2 separate regions of the Nomascus leucogenys genome follow, and region 2 is linked to region 1. A link is a contact called in public Hi-C data. All regions are on one chromosome and are shown on one strand. The core of a region is the stretch at or near the end of the contact, and the rest is flanking DNA. Distances in the headings are between cores, read along the strand shown. Region 1 holds the start of FBXL8 (F-box/LRR-repeat protein 8). Region 2 has its middle 17 kb from the start of CBFB.

What was found. Hi-C and Micro-C count contacts between places; a contact is called where the count stands out from the background.
Region 2: a contact with region 1 is called in a Hi-C map of a lymphoblastoid cell line, with 2.3 times the contacts expected there. The contact joins the enhancer-like site here to the promoter of FBXL8 in region 1. A contact is called at or near these places in 2 of 4 Hi-C or Micro-C datasets (both in a lymphoblastoid cell line).

Annotation. Positions count from the first base shown.
Region 1 is chr2:53,065,936-53,069,672 of Asia_NLE_v1, reverse strand. It overlaps FBXL8 (F-box/LRR-repeat protein 8), which reads left to right and starts at 1,966. Exons shown (of 5, transcript XR_004026297.1): 1 at 1,966-2,085. All of the region lies in intron 1 of TRADD (tumor necrosis factor receptor type 1-associated DEATH domain protein), which reads right to left.
Region 2 is chr2:53,216,538-53,220,274 of Asia_NLE_v1, reverse strand. No RefSeq gene overlaps it. Among named protein-coding and RNA genes, the nearest start is that of CBFB, 17 kb to the right of the region's middle. Within about 2 kb of position 1,709, the one cell type or tissue checked has an H3K27ac peak away from gene starts, as active enhancers do. A contact at or near this core is called in a lymphoblastoid cell line, where this site is marked.

The sequences.
Region 1 (3,737 bases), core at 717-3,216:
CCTGTACTCTCCAGTCATCAGAGTTTATATATGGTGGGCTAGGAGGAGTGTTGAGTGTTAGCTATGGGGCAGGACAGATGGGGTGGCCCAGCTGCCATCTGTTTACATGAGGAACAGGAAGCTATCCTCCTGCCCTGGCCTCCCAAAGTGCTGGGATTACAGGAGTAAGGCACTACTCTCGACCTTGGTTTTTTAAATTATCTTGTTTTTGAGACAGGGTCTTACTCTGTCACCCAGGCTGGAGTGCAGTGGCACTATCACAGCTCACTGCAGCCTTGACCTTCCCAGTTCAAGCAATCCTCTCACCTCAACCTTTCAAGTAGCTGGGACTTTAGGCACACGCTGCCATGCCTGGCTAGTTTTTGTATTTTTAGTAGAGATGGAGTTTCACCATGTTGCCCAGGCTGGTCTCAAACTCCTGGGCTCAAGCAATCTGCCCAACTCAGCTTCCCAAATTGCTGGGATTACAAGTGTGAGGGACCACACCCGGCCTCCTAATCTTTTCATAGAAAACATTTTAATACTTGTGTACTTACGCCAAACCACAGTCTGGATAGTAACAGGAAGTTTGCATTTTGTTTATCTCTGGGCAGGATGGAGGAAGGTAGGTGGGGGTGGGGAAGGATTGTGGGTGATTTTTATTTTCTTTGTATTTAGCAATATTTTCTGCTTTATGTGAAGCAGACATATTTTCTTTGTATTAAAAGAGCAAAATAAATTTGTTTTCTTTAAAAGCAAAACAAGAAAAAAACAGGAAACTGCAGGTGACAAGTGGGTCCATGATAGGGAGCCAGCCACTGAGATGAGATAAGGGGGGAGTCCTTCGAAAGTGGCCTGGGGAGTAGGAGAGAGTGGGAACTTCCCCTGGAAACGTTCCCTCTTTCATGTCTTCCTAGCCCCTTGACTTGGGAGTGCTTGACTTGGTTGTGGTCCCACCCCAAGGGGTGGAAGTGGGGACCGAACGGGACCAGTGTCTGCCCATCAGGTCCGTGGTGGTCGGGGAGGGGGAGGTGGGGAGTACTGGGAACCTGGAGACTGGGGATGCTTTCTCACCCTCACTAGTACCAGACAGATGGGGAAGGTGAGCCAGGCTGGAGGTCGAGTTAACAGGGTAAAGAGGCCAGGGCCCTAGTTTCGCATCCGCCGATTGTCAGCTATTCTTACGTGTTCTTTCACAGAAGCCCCTCCTTGGGAAGCCCCGCGCCCCACCCACCCGGAGTCGTCCCTTTTTGGGCGGGGCTGAGGCTTCCAGGCTGGGTCCTGAGAAAGTTTGGTGGCCGGAGACTGTGGGGCGCTTGGGTACCAACCTAACAACGTCTGCGCCTGTTTCCAGGGACGAGCCACGCACGGTGCCCCCTGAACAGCTAACAGTCCCGGGGGCAGCCCCACCTCTGGCTGGGTGGACAGAGACAGTCTATGGGCGTGGCCCAGAACTGAAAGCCTGTGACTCCTTGCGACCCGCCGGGCACACCCCCTACTCAGCTACGCAGCTCCCGAGCGCTTGAGGGGAGCTTCCCAGGCTCCCACTAGCCCACCCTCAAGCTGGAGTTTCGCACGTGCGATCGGTTGGGGTGGGCAGAGGGGTCTCCGCTCAAGGAAGTATTCAGAACCAGCCCCTCCTCCCCCGCCCTCTCTCCTGCAGGGCCCTACTGCCCCTCGAAAGTGCTGGCAGGGACGAGGAGCCTGCGGGGGGCCAAATTCCGTACCGCCCCCCGCCTCCCACGGGAACAGCTCAATAGGCCGCCGCCACCAGCTGGCTGGAGCAGCCGCCGGTGACATCTGCGCCGCGCCCACGTTTCGGAGCCAAGATCCACCTCCTCTCCCGCCCGCACCGGGGAGCCCACCCACCCACCTGCTGCACTAACCTGGCCGCCTCGGCGGGGCCTGGGTTCCCACGCCCTCCAGGCTCCGCTCTACTCGCGCCGCTTCCGGGTGTGCGCGGAGGCGCTGGGGCGGTGCCCTAGCCTGAGCCGCCCCGTCCGCCCGCGCGTCCCGCCCCGTGGGCTCCCCGTGGCTGCTTCCCGCCCGCTGTCCTCTGCTGCCAGTCCTCTGCCCCGGGCAAAGCCCATCTGGTCCGTTGAGCAGGTAAGACACCAGCGCCCAAGGTTAGACGGCAGGAAGACCGGGACTTTGGGGGTTTGCGATTCTTACGAGGCGGAGGGCTCCTAAGAGCTAGAGCTGCCAGACTTCGGTAGATCAAGGGGGCGCCCCCTGGAGACCAGAATTTTCTAGTACCCCTGGGGATCCGGCTTCAAGATCGCTGCTACCAGTGGGCACTCAAAACAGGGTGCCCATGGGTCCCAGGTACAAGCCTGGCCGAACATATCTGAAGCCCCAGGAAACACGTGGCACAAATTCCGGGAGAAACTGTTAGCTCGGAAGATATGGGAACATTAACTGGCGAGTAGTGTGAAGCCTTGTGTACGCAAACTTCAAGAACCTTAAAACAAGATTGGCGGCCGGGCACGGTGGCTCACGCCTGTAATCCCAGCACTTTGGGAGGCCGAGGCAGGTGGATCACCTGAGGTCAGGAGTTCAAGAGCAGCCTGGCCAATATGGTGAAACCCCGTCTCTACTAAAAATACAAAAATTAGCCGGGCGAGGTGGCGCGCGCCTGTAGTACCAGCTACTCGGGAGGCTGAGGCAGGAGAATCGCTTGAACCCGCGAGGCGGAGGTTGCAGTGAGCCGAGATCTCGCCAATGCACTCCAGCCTGGGCGACACAGCTAGATTCCGTCTCAAAACAAAACAAAAACAAACAAACAAACAAGATTGGCAACTTCAGAGAGGACGCACACTTTCCAATAACCCATCCCCCTCTAAAGGCTGCGCTCCAGGGTGGGTCTGCGGAGTTTCAGCCGAACCCAAATTGCCCAGTGGGAGCCAGGGCTGCTCAGGGGTCGGAACTTGAATCTTGAGCCCCTCAGGCGCCAGAACCATCAGGTCCCAGAGACCCAAGTTTTTTTTTCATCCAGTGGGACTGTCTTAGGGAGCACCCGGGACATCTCCCCCGCGAGGTGGAGGCGGGGAAGGAGCCTCCCCTCCAGGGGCGGATCCAGCTTTGCCCCGCCCACACCGCACTTCCTGATTGGCTCATGGTCCCTGACAAAGAAAAGCCTACATTAACGCTCCCGCCTTATTAACCCTGTAGTCACTTTCTACTAACCGGCGGGATTAAGATGGGGTTTCTCAGGCCGGGCGCAGTGGCTCATGCCCGTAATCCCAGCACTTTGGGAGGCCCAGGCGGGCCGATCGCTTGAGCCTAGGAGTTCGAGGTCAGTCTGGGCAACAAAGCGAGACCTCGTCTCTGCAATAAAATTACAAAAATTAGCCAGGCGTGGTGGCGTGCCCCTGTAGTCCGAGCTACTCGGGAGGCTGAGGTGGGAGGATTGCTTGAGCCCGGGATACTGAGGGTGCAGTGAGTTGTGATTGCGCCACTGCACTCCAGCCTGGGTAAAGAGCGAGACCCTGTCTCAAAAAAAAAAAAAAAAAAAGTGGGAGGGGAGTTCTCAACGTGGAACCTGTGGAGTCACGGAGGCTTGTTGAAATGCAGATTCCTGGGCCTTACCCTTTCCAGAGAGCCTGATTTAGTAGGTGAGGCGGTGAAATCTGCTTTGTGAACAAGTTTCGGGGTTATCTGGTGCCCCACGCTGTCTGAGAGGCCCTCAGTTCCTCAGGCCACAAGCATTTGTACACCTAAGCTCGGTCTTCCTGCAACACTTTGCGCCTTCCTGAGCT
Region 2 (3,737 bases), core at 460-2,959, 150 kb before region 1:
CCAAATAGCTGGGACCACAGATAGCCACCACCAGCCTTGGCTAATTTTTTTTTAATTTTTGGGCCTGACACGGTGGCTCATGCCTGTAATCCCAGCACTTTGGGAGGCTGAGGCAAGAAGACTGCTTGAGCCCAGGAGTTTGAGACCAACCTGGGCAACACTGCAATACTCCATCCCTACAAAAAAATATTAATTAAAAAAATTAGGCCGGGCGCGGTGGCTCACGCTTGTAATCCCAGCACTTTGGAGGGCTGAGGCGGGCAGATCACGAGGTCAGGAGATCGAGACCACGGTGAAACCCCGTCTCTACTAAAAAATACAAAAAATTAGCCGGGCGTGGTGGCGGGCGCCTGTAGTCCCAGCTACTCGGAGAGGCTGAGGCAGGAGAATGGTGTGAACCCGGGAGGCGGAGCTTGCAGTGAGCCAAGATTGCACCACTGCACTCCAGCCTGGGCGACAGAGTGAGACTCCATCTCAAAAAAAAAAAAAAAAAAAAAATAGCCAGGTATGGTGGCACATGCCTGTAGTCCCAGCTACTCAAGAGGCTGAGGTGGGAGAATCGCCTGAGCCCAGAAGGCCGAGGCTTCAGTGAGCTATGATCATCACACCACTGCACTCCAGCCTGGGTGACAGAGTGAGACCCTCTCTACCGCCTTGGCCTCCAGAAGTGCTGGAATTACAGGCACAAGCTAACGGCTCGGCCCCTATGCCTATTTCGATGCTCCTGAATAAAGTCTGCTTTACTGAGCTTTAACAAGGATCATGAATGATTTTTCTTGAACGCCCCTCCTCATGCTCTCTCACACGGGTCTGTGGGGAGAGCAGCTGCCTCTAACGGCCACCTGCCCAGGGCCCTCCTCCCCCAACTGGAGGAAGTGCAGGTGAGCAGGAGCCAGGGCTTAGTCGGGTCCAGGCTGGCTGTAGCAGATGTGACAATCATAAAGAGCTCTGAGGAAACCCTAGGACCCTCCATAGGAATCCAAGCCTGGGAGAACCCCAGTGGGCAGTCTGAATGCTGGGTTGGCCCCTGCCTCCCACAGCCCCAGCTCCACACCCTCCCCATACACCCAGGAAGGTGTCCCTCTTCTCGTCAGCTCCTCCCCGGGTTGCATTGCTGGATGACGGAGACGGGAGGGCTACCTACTACTGCCCCATCGTCCCACCTTGTCTTCCTGTCCCCACTCAGGTCCTCCCACGGCCACCTGGAGTCTCTCCTGAAGCTGCTGCCAGGCCCCATCCTGCGTGGATCGGTGCGCAGAACAGACTGGATCTTGGTGAAAGCCCAAGGACACTTCTGAGTCTTGCCCCCAGCCGCCCTCCCCACCGCCGGGTTTCATCCACCCGCCGGCGCCATCGCGGGTACGAAAGAGTGCGGGCGCTAAGCTCACGCAGGCACAGCGCACACACGCGCCCCCTGCCGGCCGGGCCGAGCCGGGCCGCCCACCTGGTCCTGAGCCTGGCTCCAGGCTCCGGAAGCAGCGCCCCAGCTTCTCCCCCGCCACGCCCCCACCTTCCACCCGCGAAGCAGCAATTATCGGCCCAGGCGGCTGGGAAAGGGCCAATTAGCACAGGAGACGCGGCCCCTCTGCGGAGCCCCTGCTGACCACAGCCCACGCAGCGCTGCCTCTGCCGCGGGCCCCCAGCCTCCCGCCGCCCGCCCGACTGCCACAGCCCTCCTGGCCTGGCCGACAGCTCTGGCTGCCTGGGAGCCCCGGGGGACGCGCCGTCCGGCCTCCCGCCAACTGCAGTCACGGATCCAGCCGCCTGGCGCCAGCTCAGAGCCGGGGCGGACGTGCAGGCGCCGGGAGTTGAATCTCGCCGCCGCTGGGTGGTGGGGGCTAGTGGGCTGCGCCCCACTGCGAGGGCTCCCGCGCCCCCGACAGCCTGCGCCTTGGCGCCCGCCAGCAGTCTCCAGGCGGGGGCGGCTCGGCCCAAGCCCTCTTGCCTTCTCATGGCCCTCCTTGCTTCTTCCGGACCTCCAAGGCCCGGTTCTGGGCTAGCCGAGGTGGAGCAGTTCCCCACTGGTGGCTACAGCAGCGCCAGGCTTTGGAAAGCCACGGCCAGTGCTGGATCGTGCCCCACGACAGGCACGTAGGCAGGATAGGGGGTGGGCAGCACAGGGACACAAGCACTCATTACTGACAGTGAATGCATGAACCTCCTCCCCTGGGTCCCTCCCCTGCACAACCTGACTTACCCACCTATAGGCTTTGGGAGACCCAAGAGGGATGGGTCCTGCCTTCCAGGAGCCTGCAGGCTGCATGGGCAGAGGCTCCAGGAGCTTGGCTAGGACCCCAAGCTAAAGAAAGCCCCGAGCAGGGAGGGAGGCATCGGGTGAAAAAATGGGGGGGGGGCTGGAAGAGGGAGTTGTAGGGGACAGATGCCACCTGTCAAGGCTTCCCCTTCCCCCAAAGAACCCCCTTCCAGCTGAAGCTGGTCACACTGGGGCCCAGGAGTAAGGGACAAAGTGGGCCTGAGCCCAGTACATCCTCTGCAGGAGGCAGAAGTTTCTAGAACAAGAAGTGGGAGAGGGTTCAGTAGGAAAGCCCACAAGTGAGGTCGACCAAAGAGATCCTGCTCTTTCCCCATGAGTGCCACAAGGGACTGGGGTAGAAGGGCTGAGGCTGGACCAGTCCTGGATGCAGTGGCCTTTTCTGTGTGTTCTCCCTCTGCTCCCTCAGGTCTGGAGGGCTGGGAGCCTGCTACGTGCTCTGGAACTTTACTTAGGTCTTTTTTTTTTTTTTTTTTTTTTGAGACCGAGTGCCGCTCAGTCGCCCATGCTGGAGTGCAGTGGCGCGATCTCTGCTCACTGCAAGCTCCGCCTCCCGAGTTCACGCCATTCTCCTGCCTCAGCCTCCCGAGTGGCTGGGACTACGGGCGCCCGCCACCACGCCCGGCTAATTTTTTGTATTTTTAGTAGAGACGGGGTTTCACCGTTAGCCAAGATGGTCTTGATCTGTTGACCTCGTGATCCGCCCACCTCAGCCTCCCAAAGTGCTGGGATTACAGGCGTGAGCCACTGCGCCCGGCCCATTTACTCAGGTCTTGTTGAGCCAGACTTTCTTTGGGAAAGTGTGGACCATGTCTCTAAAAGAACCAGAACTGCTTCTTTCCACCAAGGTCATTAACTGTGTGGAGAGGGAGAGAGCCCCTGTCACAAACTGGAGAATGCAGACTGAACAATGAAGGAACATAGCGACAATGACACCACCTTGAGTCCAGTGGAATGAGCTGCAGCTGCATTAAAGAATGAGGAAAAGGACAGAGACAGGTGTAAGAGATGATGGAACAATCAGCCAAGAAAGTCAGGGGATTGGCTGGGCACGGTGGCTCACACCTGTAATCCCCGCACTTTGGAAGGCTGTGGCAGGCAGATGGCTTAAGCCCAGGAGTTCAAGACCAGCCTGAACAACATGGCAAAACCCCATCTCTACGAAAAATACAAAAATTAGCCAGGCATGGTGGCATGCCCCTGCAGCCCCAGCTACTTGGGAAGCTGAGCTGGAAGGATGGCTTGAGCCTGGCAGGCAGAAGTTGCAGTGAGGGCCGGGCGTGGTGGCTCATGCTTGTAATCCCAGCACTTTGGGAGGCCGAGGCGGGCGGATCCCGAGGTCAGGAGATCGAGACCACGGTGAAACCCCGTCTCTACTAAAAATACAAAAAATTAGCCGGGCGTGGTGGCGGGCGCCGGTAGTCCCAGCTACTCGGAGAGGCTGAGGCAGGAGAATGGCGTGAAC